Linked DNA regions of Pan troglodytes: region 1 is linked to region 2. A link is a contact called in public Hi-C data. All regions are on one chromosome and are shown on one strand. Each heading gives the region's core, a stretch centred on a gene start, on an enhancer-like site or on the middle of the called end of the contact. The rest is flanking DNA. Distances are from core to core; before and after follow the strand shown. Region 1 overlaps BABAM2 (BRISC and BRCA1 A complex member 2). Region 2 holds the start of FOSL2 (FOS like 2, AP-1 transcription factor subunit).

Region 1 (6,784 bases), core at 166-2,665, 120 kb before region 2:
AGTGGCATGGACTTGTAGTCCCAGCTTCTTGGGAGGATGAGTTACGAGAATTGCTTGAACCTGGGAGGCAGAGGTTGCAGTGAGCCGAGATTATACCACTGCACTCCAGCCTGGGCAACAGAGCAAGACTGTCTCCAAAAAAAATAAAAAATAAAACAGCTTCATGGGTAAATCTGATACCCAGCAAGTGTGGAGGCTACACAGGCAGTCAAAGGAGCACCCATCTCAGTCAGGAAACTGGGTTAACTTCTCAGCCTCACCATGCAGTGGCTCCGAGATTCAGCTTCCTCGTCTGTGAAATGGGATTGACACTTACCCTGCCTAGCTCACGGAGGTTTGTGAGGATTAAATCACATGAAAGCAAAGGGGAAGGCGTCATGTGCTATAGAAATGCAAGGTGTTACTCATTCCTGTGTTTGCCACTCCCGTGCCTTCACCCTTGCTTATAACCTGTCACCTCCAGGACTAGCTCACTGGCCAGCTGGTTTGTCTGTGGCTCTTGGGCCTTGCCACCACATTAATCATTTCAAGACACCACCTTTATCTGGCGGCCTTCCCCAGTAGACAGGCTCACCTTCCCCATCCAGCTTTCTCTCCCACTCAGCCTTGGCCTCTTTGTTGACCCTTCTTGCTTTCTCTCCTTGACCTCCTCATCTTTCTTGCACCATTTCTTAAAAGCTGTCTTCAGCTTCACTCTCTAACCGAGCACTCCCACCTGAATAACACTTGATCCAAATAACGTAATTATGAGATCTGTTATCTTGAATGGTTCCTTAATTGTCATATGTATTTGCTTCATTATTCTGCTTAATTTGCTTACTGAGGTCCAGGACTAAATCTAAACCATGTTTTGTTTTGTTTTTTGAGACAGAATCTCATTCTGTTGTCAGGACCAGAATGCAGTGGTGCGATCTTGGCTCACTGCAGCCTTAACCTCCTAGACTCAGGCAATCCTCCCACCTCAACCCCCTATGCCAGTAGCTGGGACTACAGGTGCACCCACCATGCCCAGCTAATTTTTTGTGTTTTTAGTAGAGACAGGGTTTTGCCATGTTGCCCAGGCTTCTAAACCATGTTTTAACTCTTTGTTATGCACAGCGCCTGGCCCGGTGTTAGGCACTAGACAAGAGCTCAGTAACCACTTGCTGAAATGGGAGAGCTGAGTGGTCAGAGCACCTTGAAGTCTGTATAGCACTTGCATTTACAGTGTCCCTTTTCATCGTCACAGCCCTGAGAGGTAAATGGTGTGACTCTTCCCATTTTGCAAATGAGAAAAGAGAAACTTAGGAGAGGTTATGTAACATCAACTTTGTGGGCTGAGGCTGAATGAAGACCTCGCAGAAGAGACCAGACCCAGCATGCTCCAGTAGCTCCACTGCAGGGGGTGGCTGCTTACGAGGACAGAGAGCGGAATTCAGATGACTCCAGCTGACCTACTTGGTGCAAGTCAAGTGAATACTAGTCGGGAGGGATTAGATGACTCAGCCTCTGCCTTCGTTGGAGTCAGGAAGTAGGCTTTGCAGTCCATTTCCTGGGGAATTTTCAGATGGACCAGTGATTTCATTTTCCTCTTCTAAAGCACCCCCATGCACAGGGAAAGGTTGTTCACATGGCCAGTTGGATGAAGCCAACGGATCTGATGTCTTAAAGGAGAAGCTGAAACAGCAGTGGAAACTTTCTAGGCCTGTTGGTATTAGTAATTTCATTCCTGGCCAAACATGAATGAGAAATCCTTCTAGTCCACTTTGACTGAAGCTAGAGTGTGGATTAACAGTGCTTTGATATTTCAGTATTGCTGCCCAGGTTGTGAAGGTATAAGCCTCATGCAGGTCACCTGCTCTTGCCTCCATTGTACCTATTGCCTAACTGGGACAGGCCTGGGGTGGGGCTGCTGAGAGCTGACAATGCCAGGCCCGGAAAGGCAAGCTAAAGACCAGCAGGCAGGCCTCGGGGTTGGAAAGCTACACAGTAAACGGGTGGAGTACCAAAGCTTAGTTGTGTGTCTAGAGAATTCAGGGCGTGGTGAGTGATCAGCTCCTGGAAGAGCAAAGATTAGTATTTAATACATATGCATTTATTAGCGTGGCTGGGTCTCTCGTCAAAAATGTCATAATTTCACAGATCAGGATTTTAAAGCAAATAGAATTATTGATATATCTCTTCCAACAGCCAATAAACATCCCGCAGAGAGGACAGCTTACGCATGGGCCCACACAAAGAAAATTGCAGAGTCTTTGCTTAAGCTTCAGCCTGAAACATTAAAATTCTGATTTTCATGTGCTGTTAGAAATAGTTTTCAAAGAATTCCTTCCTCCAGCCCCATCACAACCCCTGCCCATGTGAGAGGTTAGGAGTAAATCATATGTTTTTTAAAACATTTGCTGAAACCTCCTCCCTTTTCCAAGTCTACCAAATTTTTATCTCAAAAAAAAAAAAAAAAAAAAAAAAAGAAAAAAATGGGACTAATATGACAACAAGATTTGTACCTTCACAGTAAATAGTACAATTTAGCTGAGTAACTTGTGGAAGCTTGTTAGGTTGAAGTGACTCACTTGCGTAGATGAAGTTATTTTTAGAGATGTAATTTGTACTGTTTAGAAAAGAATAAAGAGATGGTAAAAGGCTAGATCGCTCATTATAGTTTACAGAGCTCATGAACCCAGCATCCATGCAAAAGATGACTAAGCAAGGGGTCGGTTGGTACTTTCTCTCAGAATTTTACAGATGTGAGTCATCCACTTTAGTCTGCAGACACAGCACCGAGATACCTGTGACTCAGCTCTCATTTAGAAAAAGCCCTAGAATTCAATTCTGATACACTTTTATAGTTAAGTAGTGAGGAAATTACATACTGAAGCAAAATATGCCTTTGTAACGCGCAGCCATGGGATGTTTTTAGCAAAGACTGATTTATCTTCATCTCTGGCCTTTGAAAGAATTGACCTGTGATCCACGCTGGGTAACGTGCCCATTCAGCCTGCTGGTGCACATCACAGTGCCCACCTTCTTCGTGTTTGGCTCACAACCCAAGTACTAAATTGTCCTCAATAGAAATCTCAGCCTCACCCTTTCTACACTTGGATGCCCCAGCACTAAGGCCCACTTCCTTTAACCAAATACATGTACATATATGTGTTTGTATATATGAAAATCTTCAGCCTAAAATATTAAAATTCTAGTTTTCATAAGCTGGCAGAAATAGCTTGCAAAGGCTTCATCTCCTTCACTCTTTACGTATGTTAGGGGTTAGAAGGAATAAAATCATGTTTTCCTACAGTATTCTCATACTTTTAGTAAACTCTGCACAAAACACACATACAGTTGATGAGCATTATCTTTACACATTAGCAGACGGCAGAGTAGGCCCATGTTCTCTGTGCAGGGCCATTGCTTTGTTCTGAGGCGCAGGGCTCTGCTGGCCTAGTGACCCTCCCCGTGCAGCCTCATGCTTGGATATCTCCCTCGTCACTGACACACACTGATGACATAGCCTGCTTGGAGTTAAGCCCTCAGAACGTAACCTGTCCATTTATGTATTTATTTTTAGACAGAGTCTGGCCCCATCACCCAGGCTGGAGTGCAGTGGTGCGATCTCGGCTCACTGCAACCTCCGCCTCCTGGGTTCAAATGATTCTCCTGCCTCAGCTTCCTGAGTAGCTGGGACTACAGGTGCCCGCCACCACACCTAGCTAATTTTTGTATTTTTAGTGCAGACAGGTTTCACCATGTTGGCCAGGCTGGTCTCAAACTCCTGACCTCAAGTGATCCTCCAGCCTCATCCTCCCAAAGTGCTGGGATTACAGACGTGAGCCACTGTTCCCAGCCCATAATCTGTCCTTTTAAATATATGGAAAGTGGTCCCTTGTAGTTTGCAGACACATCAATAGATTATTCATAACCAACAAAGGATTTTGTTTATTATATTTGCCAAAGAAACATGGACATGGTTGCAAAAGCAAATACTTCACAAAGATGTATAATGAAAAGCAAGAGTACCCTGCCCCATGCCTGCCCTTTCACAGCTGCTTTTAACCACTTCTGGTGCTTCACGGTTGCCTCCGTAACCAGCTGACTGTTTTGTTCCTCACCTGCTATGTCTGTAGCACTATTACCAAGAGCGTTCAGGCATGCAGAGGTTAAAGTCTGGTCCTATTGTTAAGGAGAAAAGCCTTGTGTACCTTCAAGTCAACTCAGCAAACATTTGAGTATCTACTATGGACCAACCCCTAGGTTAAGCCATGTGGTCACAGAAATGGATAGCTACACTAAGGAGTTTGTACTCGGGTAAGGGAGACAGGCATGCAAACACTGCATGGAAAATGCCATAATACATGTGTAGAAACCCCCTCAGAGGGGTTTTACACATATGTCCTAGAGCTCAGTCTTGAAGTGCAATTAGAAATCTGGTAGGTAGATAAAGAGGAAAGGATGTCCAAGGCAGAGAGAACAGTGTATTCGTGGGCTGATGCAATCCATTCCAAATATTGGGAATAATTCATAAAATCTGATTTTTAGGATAAGTGAGTTAAGGAAGTAATGAGGAGATGAGACAGGAAAGAAATGCACCTAGTTATAAAGACCCTTTTATATACATTGTTCAAAATATATCCTATTACTGATGGAAAGCTTTGGGAGTATTTTGAACAGGGATGTGGCATTTTCTCTATTATACTGTAAGTCCAATGGCAGAGGGGAGGATGAATCCAAGTGGAAGAAGCTGGGGTTTGATAAACCACTTGGGAAACTGGTTCAGGAAAGATAATATGAGGTACTGAAACAGTGGGAATAGGGAGGAAGAGGAAAGGAGAGATTCTAGAAATACTTCAGAGTAGAATCAAAAGGACTTGGTGAACACTCAGATTTTGGAGGTGAGGGAGAGGGAGGAATTGCAGATTACTGTATAACTCCTAGCTAGGGTAGCTAAGGAAAGAGTGGAAATTTTAAGAGTATCAGAATCTGGAGGAAAGTGAGTGAGTTTGAATATATTGAGTTTGAGGTGTTTATGTGATAAGCAGATGGAGATACTCAGTAAGTAGCCAAAATTGTGAGACTAAAGTGGTGGCAGTAGAACCACAGAGCTGGTAGAATTCCCACAGGATGAATCTGTGATATGAGGGGACTGAAAACAGATCTGGGAAAGGCCAGCGGCTGGCGATGGGCTGAAGATTCCTGATGGAGACCAATCAGCAGCAGAGGGGTGAGATGAGAACCAGGAGAGAGGGCACCACGAAGGCAGCAGAGGACCGGATCTGGGGAGGTGCAGGTGACAAGGGAGAGGAGCATGAAAAGCATTTGCTTCAGTAATGATGGTGCCCATTGATGGTGTAGAAAAAGAAACACTCATGCCTTAGAGTAGGTGGAAGCCAGGTGTGAATAGGCCACAGAATTCATTCACAGTGAAGGTGAGCCCGTCCTCTTTTGAGAATTTGGGGAATTAAAAGAAGAGTAAATGGGCAATAGCTAGTAGGGATGATAGTCAAGAGGCTGCTTTACAGGATGAGAGAACCTTCAGCATGATGAGAAGGAGCCGGTGGAAGAGAGGTTGGAATTCCTTGGTATGGAGTTCGGCTTCCTCTGAGCAAAGAGGTTCTGCTGCCTGAGTGGCCCCTTGGAGCCACTGAGGAGTTTGCCTTTTGCTTTCTCTGCCACCACCAGGTGAATAGGCGACTTGGGAGGTGAAGCCTAGAGTTACCCTTGGACCTGAGGTTTCGTCAGCCGGAAACCTCCAGGCAGTTCAGCAGTGATGCACATCAGCAAAGCAGGGCCATCCATCTTGCGAGCTGCTTTTTGTTATCTCCACTTTGATTATCTCCTAAATAAAAATGGCACAGTATGAAACAAAATAAAGCCTGAGTAGGAGCCAGTCAGTCCTTCCTCCAAATCCCAGCAGCCTTTCATGCAGCCTCCTGTTTTAGCATTTCTCATACTATATCAGGATTATTTTGTTTACTGACTTTCCCAAATGATGAGCCCTCTGAGGCAGAGTTCATTTTTGCTTCATCTCGAAATCCCCAACTTCTGTATTCAAACTCCTTACCCCTTACCATAAGGGTTAGTGCAGACGGGGCAGCTCAAAGGCTTTTTTTTTTTTTCTTTTTGAGATGGAGTTTCACTCTTGTTACCCAGGCTGGAGTGCAATGGCATGATCTCAGCTCACCGCTACCTCTGCCTCCTGGATTCAAGCGATTCTCCTGCCTCAGCCTCCCGAGTAGCTGGGATTTACAGGCATGTGCCACCACGCCTGGCTAATTTTGTATTTTTAGTAGAGATGGGGTTTCTCCATGTTGGTTAGGCTGATCTGAAGCTCCTAACCTCAGGTGATCTGCCTGCCTTGGCCTCTCCCAAAGTGCTGGGATTACAGGCATGAGCCACCACGCCCGACAGAGGCTTTTTAAGTAAATGTAAAAACTCACATACCTTTTCTTATTTGACTTATAAGAATGCATTTGGTCCTAGTCTCATATCAAATCATAACTAATTTTTTTTTTTTTGAGACGGAGGCTTGATCTGTTGCCCAAGCTAGAATGCAACGGTTTGAACACAGCTCACTGCAGCCTTGACCTCCTGGGCTCAAGCAGTCCTCCCATCTCAGCCTCTCAAGTAGCTGGGACTACAGGCACAGGCCACCACACTCAGCACATTTTTTAAATTTTTTGTAGAGATGGGATCTTGCCATGTTGCCCAGGCTAGTCTCAAATTCCCTGGGCTCAAGCAATCCTCCTGCTTTAGCCTCCCAAAGTGCTGGGATTACAGGTGTGAGCCACTGTGCCCAGCCTCGTAACTG
Region 2 (7,562 bases), core at 1,727-4,226:
ACTCACTAACCAGTTCCCCTGGACAAGTTATTCAATCTCACTGTCTTCTTCTGCAACCAGGGAATAATACCCACCTCCAGCGTTTGCTGTGAGAATTTCACGGAACAAGCCCTGTATTCAGCATGGTGCCTGGCTCTGATTTTAGCACTCAATCAAGGGTCACCTCTATTTTTAGCATTCCAGGGAGCCAGAGGACCCTTTCTAACTGGATGATTCTGGAATGATTTCCCAAGGAGAGGGCACTTGGAGGCTGAATTCTCTGTATGGCAGGCACAGTTCGCTGAGGCACTCGCTCAACCGGGGGAGGTCAGTCCCGCAGCAGCACCAGGGCACAGCGCTGTGTGTCCGGCGCTGGGAGGACTGATAGGGGGTGAGCGGGCTGCGGAACGCAGGCCTCCCGGCGGGCAGAGGGAGCCAGCACGAGTTCTGGAGTAGGAGAAGGCCGGGATCAAAGCGCTCTGAGGCAGGCCAGGGCGCACCAAAGGGAGGCTAGTGAATTGCATCAGCACAGATTCCGTGATGCTCTGCAGACGTCTCCAGGCTGCTGGGCTTTACGGGAACCCACAAGAAAGGAAAGGACCGGGGAGCTGGCAGGGCGAGGGCGGGCGAGGGCGCGAGGGTGCGCTCGCCCGCGCGCTCCCGGCGGCGCCTGGCCGGGGCTGGGCGCGCCCGGGACTGCGGAGGCCGCGGAGGAAGCTCCCGCTCCCCTTCCCCCGCCTCTTTCCCCCCGCGTTACTGGAAGGACTGTGTGGGAGAGACCCAGAAGCACCCGGATTTTCGAGCCCAGGTGGGGGAGGGCGGGGCAGCCTCTACTGCTCAAAGGAAAACCAAAAGTGCGTCTGTTAGCGCCGCTCCGACACGCGGTTGCTACTGGGAGGGCTCAGGCAGGGCGCTTTGGCCGCGCCTCCCTTTGCAGCCCCCAAGACTTGGCTAGGGCGGCCTGAGGCCCGCGTGGCGCGGGTAGGGGCTGAGAAACGAGTGGGAAAGTGTCACGATTTCTTCTGTGCCCCTCCCGTCCCTACCCCCACCCCCAGTTTTCTGGGTTTTGCTGCTGCCGCTGGGGAAGGACTGATTCGTTTTGCGTCAAAGGACTGCATTTACTCAGTCCTGCTGGGAGAGGCGCGTAAACACCCAGGCAGGCCAGGACGCAGGGATGGGGAGGGGGAAGAAAAAAGCAAAGCACCCACGGCCGGCGCGCGCGTCCGCCTGCCCCACACCCCTCTCCTGGGCCTGCGGAGTTGGGGACTCTGTCCAGCGGGCAGCAGCGGAGGTGCGAGGAGTCTGGCTGGCCTCGCCTCGTCGCGCACGCGCGCGCGTCCTTGGGGATAGCGTTCAGGACAGAATGTGTTTTATAGCTGTAAACAATGACCCCGAGTATTGTTTGGGATTACCGTATCTTGGGGCCCTTGGGGCGGCCAGATGCCGCCAGCCGTCCCGGAAATGCCAGCGCTTTATATAGAGCCCCAGGAAAGCTTCGCGTTCCCGGCTCTATTTTTCTCTGCTACCAACACCCCCACTTTACAGATAAGGAAACTGAGGACAGAAGTTGTGTGACGGTGCACAGCGAGTTGTCTGCAATGGACTCTCAACACCTCTTAACATTGGGTCCTCATAAGGACCCTGTGGGGTACAGATGGCTGGCGCTACTTAAGAATTGGGTAAACTGAGGCTAACACAGACCCTGGACCAAAACCTAAGTTCCCTGACTTCCGCTACAGTACTTCTCCATTCACACACACCATCATCTCAGCGGAAGGATTGGAGCTCCAGAGCAGAGAAGGGCCTAAGGTCATGTCTCCAAACTCCTTCACTTTATAGGAGGAAACTGAGGCCCAGAGAGGTTAAGGAATTCGTCCAAGATCTCACAGCTCGTAAATAGCGTAGCCGGGCGTTCCTGCTCCAAGGTCTGTGCTCTGTACCCTGCGCCGCGCCCCTCTCAGCCCCGCCCAGCGAGGGAGGAGGACCCAAATGTCCGGCAACCCGCGCCCTGAACTTCGCTCCAAAACAGCTGAAGACGACAACGTTGGGGCACACCCTCTCGCTGGCTATTTTTTTTTTAAATTCGTAACAGTCTGGAGTTTGCTTATAAACGCCCGATTACTCTTATTAGATGCGTCCTAATTGCCCGGCGTACAGGGCGGCCGGAATGTCTTGACTGGTTAATTTCATCTTCAAGGCTACTCCTAACGAATTAACTGTAGGACCGAAAACATGAAAAACAAAAAACAAAAAGGGAAGCGGTAGGCAGACCGCCACGGAGGGAAAAATAGGCAGGCCAGCCCCGCCCGGCGCCGTGCCCCGCCAAGACCCGGCCGCAGGGCGGCGCGGGCACCCTGCGCGCCCGCTGCACTCGGCGGCGCCGCGGAGGGCGCCTACGACCGCGCGCAGCCGCGCCCTCCCTGCGAGCGGCTCTGCGCGCCCGGCTCCCGGCCTCCCGGTGGCGCCGCACCGAACCGCCCGTCTCGCCGTCAGGGCTGTGATTATTTTCTAAAATCCGGAGCTGAGACCCGCGCGGCCGCTCTCGGGGCCCCGCCCCGAGCCCCTTCCCAGGGCGGGGGAGAGGCCGCAGCGCACTCGGGAGCGGGCGAGGGAATCCCTCTCCCTCCACGTCACCCGAAAGCGAGGAAACCCGCACTCGCGTCCTCTAACGCAAATGACCATCTTTGGCAACGTGCGCCAATGGAACAGACCAAGGGCGCTGGGCCCGGGGGGTGAGCGGGGGACTGGGGAGGGCCGGGGCTGCCTCGGCGCCCCCGAACCGTGCGTGCCGCCCGCTCCCGCCCGGGCCACCGCCTGGCTTCCTCGCGCGGGGTGCGCGGTTGGCGTCAGCGCGGCCGGGAGCCGGGGCTGGGAGGGGAGAGCTGCGCCCGCCTCCTCCCCTCCCGCGCCTCTTCCTCCTCCGCGGCCTCCTCCCCCCGCCTCCTCGTGCGCTCCTCCCTGCAAGGTGGAGTCTGGGGTTGACGTGAGTGAATCCACATGGTACAGGGCTGGAGAATAAAGAGTGTGAGTTGAACTCGTGCCATTGTAGTGACTCATCTCGGGCAGAGCGCTAGGGCTCCGAGCGAACCAGCGAGAGAGCGAACGAGCGGCGCTCGGCGGGGACAGAAAGAGGGAGAGAGAGAGAGAGAGAGGGAGAGGCGCGGCCGGGCGAGGCGGGCCCGTCCGGGAGCGGGCTCCGGGGAAGGGGTGCAGGTCTGGGCGCCGGAGCGGGGAGCGGGGCCGCGTCCCTCTCAGCGCCAGCTCTACTTGAGCCCCACAAGCCGCTGTCCCCCCTGGCGCGCTCGGGGCCGCGGGACGGGCGCACGCCGCCTTCTCCTAGTCAAGTATCCGAACCGCCCCGAAACTCCGGCGGCGAGTCGGCCACGGGAAGTTTATTCTCCGGCTCCTTTTCTAAAAGGAAAAAACAGAAGTTCTCCCAGCGGACAGCTTTTCTTTCCGCCTTTTTGGCCCTGTCTGAAATCGGGGGTCCCCGGGGCTGGCAGGCCAGGCTCGCTGGGCTCCTAATCTTTTTTTTAATTTCCAATTTTTGATTGGGCCGTGGGTCCCCGCTGAGCTCCGGCTGCGCGCGGGGGCGGGAGGGCGCGCGCAGGGGAGGGACCGAGAGACGCGCCGACTTTTTAGAGGGAGGGATCGGGTGGACAACTGGTCCCGCGGCGCTCGCAGAGCCGGAAAGAAGTGCTGTAAGGGACGCTCGGGGGACGCTGTTCCTGAGGTGTCGCCGCCTCCCTGTCCTCGCCCGCCGCGGTGGGGGAGAAACCCAGGAGCGAAGCCCAGAGCCCGCGGCGCGGCCGGCGGACGAACGAGCGCGCAGCAGCCGGTGCGCGGCCGCGGCGAGGGCGGGGGAAGAAAAACACCCTGTTTCCTCTCCGGCCCCCACCGCGGATCATGTACCAGGATTATCCCGGGAACTTTGACACCTCGTCCCGGGGCAGCAGCGGCTCTCCTGCGCACGCCGAGTCCTACTCCAGCGGCGGCGGCGGCCAGCAGGTAGGTGCGGGCCCCGGTGCACCTGGCGGCGCGGGCGGACCCCTGCCCTCTTCTCGCCGCCACTGCCTCTTTTGCTTTCTTTTCTTTTTCTTGGCGAGAAAATACCTACGGGCCACCGTTGTAAGTTCTGGATTTTCGTCCTCCCCTTCCCCCCCACCCCCTTTTAAACTAGGGGATTGGGGAGTGGGCTTGAAGAGACAACATGCCCTTTTCCTCTCACATTATATTTTACCCAGATAAACTCCTGGAATTGTAGGCCCCCTACCAGGAGCCTGTTACCTCCTTCCAAGAACTACTCCCCCTCCCCCGTGTCTGCCCCCCCCCCACCCCTGCCCCGCGTCTTCTCTCTGGGTGGTGGACAGACAAGAAAATCTTTGCACCCACTGGCACCTCTCGACATCCTGGGACCCTATTCCTTCAGGAAAGCCCTCTTTCTCTCCTCCCCGTTCTCCATCAGTCTTAGCTCCTTTCTGAAAGGGGTTGGGGACCCAGAAACATGGTTGGACTCCTTCAAGTAATCTGGAGCGAGGGCGAGGGCTGCCGCTCTGGGAATCAGGTGCGAAGGTCAGGAAGGAAGAAGCCAGCCTTGGTTGGCTCATGCCGCCTGTGTGCCCCCTGCCTGCCTGCCTGCCCCCCCCGCCGACCCGTCTTCTGTAAGGATCACGGACAGGAGGCTGCACTGCCCCCCAGGAACGAAGGAGCACCTTGAGGGTCTGGGGGTACCTGGAGCAAGGAGACCGGCAGAGAGAAGAGGGGGTCGGGTGGGGGAAGAGACATCACGCAGGCTCCTGGGTGGTTCTGGAAGCAGAAAACAACTTGTTTCTAAAGCAGCCGGACTGGTTTGCGCTGGAGGGATTGTGCGTGTGATCTTTGTGTTTATAAATACCAGGAAGGTGCTGTTGGGGGGGGGGGGTGCTGATGGCGTGCCTGCCCTCTGCTGCAGCTCCCCCACCCGCTCTGTCTCGAGAGAGAGCTGGGTTAACGCAGGCCCGATACAACATGAAGCCCACCGTGGTCAGCATCTGTGGAGTCTAGCATAGTTGGCTGCAGCAAGGGATGCTCCATAAGGCGGTGGCCTTGGCCTCTAGAAGGGGCTGGGGTGGGCTTCCAGGGAGGGGTGGACTCAGCTGGAAAGAATTTTGGAACGTGGCTCTCTTTTGGATCTGATGGGGGGTCCCTTGTTCCAAAGTGATTCCCTATACCTGGTGAGTCCCCAAAATGGCTTTTCTGCCTTCCCTCTGCCTCCCATGGTGCTCCTATAAGCACCCACAGTAGAGACAGCCTAGTCTGTTCATTGAGGGTGCAGTCAATGCACCCTTCGTAATGAGCACCAAGGTGATGAGTTTAATATCCGAAAAGTTGTTGATTATGTTTGCTTCCCAGCCCCGCTAGTGGTTTGTGTTGAATGTAAACATCATGAGGGAATAGGTTGAAGTCTGTACCCACTCCCTCCGTCTCCCGTTCAACAAACCCCAAACGCCTGTCTGTCTCCTCCTCCCTGAAATCAGGAAGGGATCTTTTGATTTCTTCTCTGTTCTTTTCCCTAATGTGTCTTTGGATCACAATGTGATTCCCCAATGTGATCATTGGAGTATTACAATCTCACTGCCTGGTTTAGCATAGACCCTGGGGCCTGGAGGGAAGTCAGACCGGACATCAGTGCCCCAACTGAATAATCTGTGTCACTAGGGCTTTGAGCCCAGGATGTGAGCGGAGGCAATTCCCGGTTTTGGAAGAAAATCAGACAGGAAACCAGTGCTAGGAAGAAGGAAGAGAACTCAGTCCAGCAGAGTGTAATAGGGCCTCATTACCGAAGCAAAAAGCAGCTGTTGGCTAATTCCTAGCATGCTGTAACACATGAGTGTTTTGCAATTAGCAATAACCAGTGCACGGGGTTTCGCATAGACGCCTGCCCATTCGGCCCGGCAGTGTGTGAGGCGCCTTTCAAACCGGAGGGATTGGCAAGGTAATGCCACTTGAGACAAGTTTCTTGGCCTGTCCGCTCCTTGGTGTGGTGGTGGTTGGGTGGGGGACGAGGAGGAACTGGTGGATTTTTCTGTCATTGCTCCAACTGTGAACAAAATTGTTCTGTGGTCCTAAGGACTGACCTCAGAGGCTTTTGTTCCTCCACAAGTCTATGCTATGACCTTGCCCGATCTTGGGCTCAAGGTAACTTTACTACATACCAGATAAAACCTGTAATCCCTTTATTTCTCTCAGCTTCCTGTACTGGAAGACTTTCCTGGCAGTTAGTGGATGGGCCTTTCTCTTTTATGGCATCTCAGTGGACCGATCCATATGAGACAGTTCTCTGGTTTTTTCTTTGGGGAAGTGAATTTTATTTTTTTCAGCTCTCTCTTTTGGGGGTCCAATATTCCTGATTAGTTTGTTGCCAGTTCTTCAACCCAGAGCTTTCCCGTCCTCTCTAGCTTCATGAAGCTGGATCTTAATACATGGCCATGAGCTCCAGTGACTTTGGGGGTGGGGGGAGCAGACTAGTCTTTGTTACAGCCTCTGTTCTTATATATGGCAGGAACTTGAGGCATGAAAAATATTTCCTGTTCCAGTTATAGTTTTAATCTCAAAGGTTGGTCATTGGTGATTTTGTTTTGTCAGTAACCGTTGCACACACCTCCCCTTCTTAGATTTTTCTTTTTGCTGTTGTTTTTTCTCTCCTAACTTTCCTAGGAAAACATCTCCCAGATATATGCCCTGCCTGGCTGCTTGACTATTACGGTTTCAGGGCCTGAGCATTACGCAATCCAGCCAGTTACACAAACATAGGTCATTTCATAACTTGTTTTCATCAGCTGGGCCCCCTTTTAATGAAAAAACAAAACAAAAACAAGACCTAGAACTTTTCCAAGGCTGCTATTTGTTTCTCAGATAACTTGTGAAAATAAATCAAGGGCAGTATTTCCTTTTTGGAGTTAAGGAATACCAGACTAGCACTCTTCTTCCTCAACCACCCCTTCCCAAGACACACACACACACACACACACAAACACACACACACACACACACACACACACAAAATTCCCCAGAGTGAACTTTTGCCAACTGTACCAGACTGGGACATTCCTCACATCAAAGAACTTTTACCAGAAATGACTGTGATTCCCAAGCTAGCCTCAATCATACCTCTCTACTGCCCTCTACGGGAAATTTTTAGGAAAACTATCTTGGGAATGTATTTTTCCAGTCCCAGAGAGTGTTAAATTGGTGAGTTTGGAATTCTTAGGATGCTTTTTCTTTTTAATGAGGGACAAATAAATGCCACATATTTAACCGCGGTTAACTAGGAACTGCTTGACTTTGAGTTTCTTTTTTGTTTTCTTCTAAATAAAACCTGGTTAAAAAAGGAGTGCTTTTTCGTTGTGCACAAGTACCCTAGAACTTAAAGTATAATAAAAAAATATAAAAAAAGGAGTGCTTTTTTCTTTTCCTATTTTGATGTCTGTCTATTCATTAGGTTGCCTTCACAGTTTGTTCAAATTCCCAAGGCATGTTTTCCTATGTGCTTATATTAGGAGGGGGCTTGTTCAGTTGGTGGGAATGTGGGAGGCATAGATTAA

Evidence for each region. A called contact is a pair of places that touch in the nucleus more often than the background predicts.
Region 1: a Hi-C map of stem cell-derived neural progenitor cells shows a contact between it and region 2, with 2.8 times the contacts expected there. The contact joins the enhancer-like site here to the promoter of FOSL2 in region 2. A contact is called at or near these places in 1 of 7 Hi-C or Micro-C datasets (stem cell-derived neural progenitor cells) and 1 of 1 other capture datasets (stem cell-derived neural stem cells).

The regions. Positions count from the first base shown.
Region 1 is chr12:94,576,667-94,583,450 of NHGRI_mPanTro3-v2.0_pri, reverse strand. The region is part of intron 10 of BABAM2 (BRISC and BRCA1 A complex member 2); the gene reads left to right. Among named protein-coding and RNA genes, the nearest start is that of FOSL2, 120 kb to the right of the region's middle. Within about 2 kb of position 1,415, at least 6 of the 24 cell types and tissues checked have an H3K27ac peak or open chromatin away from gene starts, as enhancers often do. A contact at or near this core is called in stem cell-derived neural progenitor cells and stem cell-derived neural stem cells, where this site is marked.
Region 2 is chr12:94,459,246-94,466,807 of NHGRI_mPanTro3-v2.0_pri, reverse strand. FOSL2 (FOS like 2, AP-1 transcription factor subunit) reads left to right here and starts at 2,976. Exons shown (of 4, transcript XM_009442218.5): 1 at 2,976-3,987. The coding sequence starts at 3,886.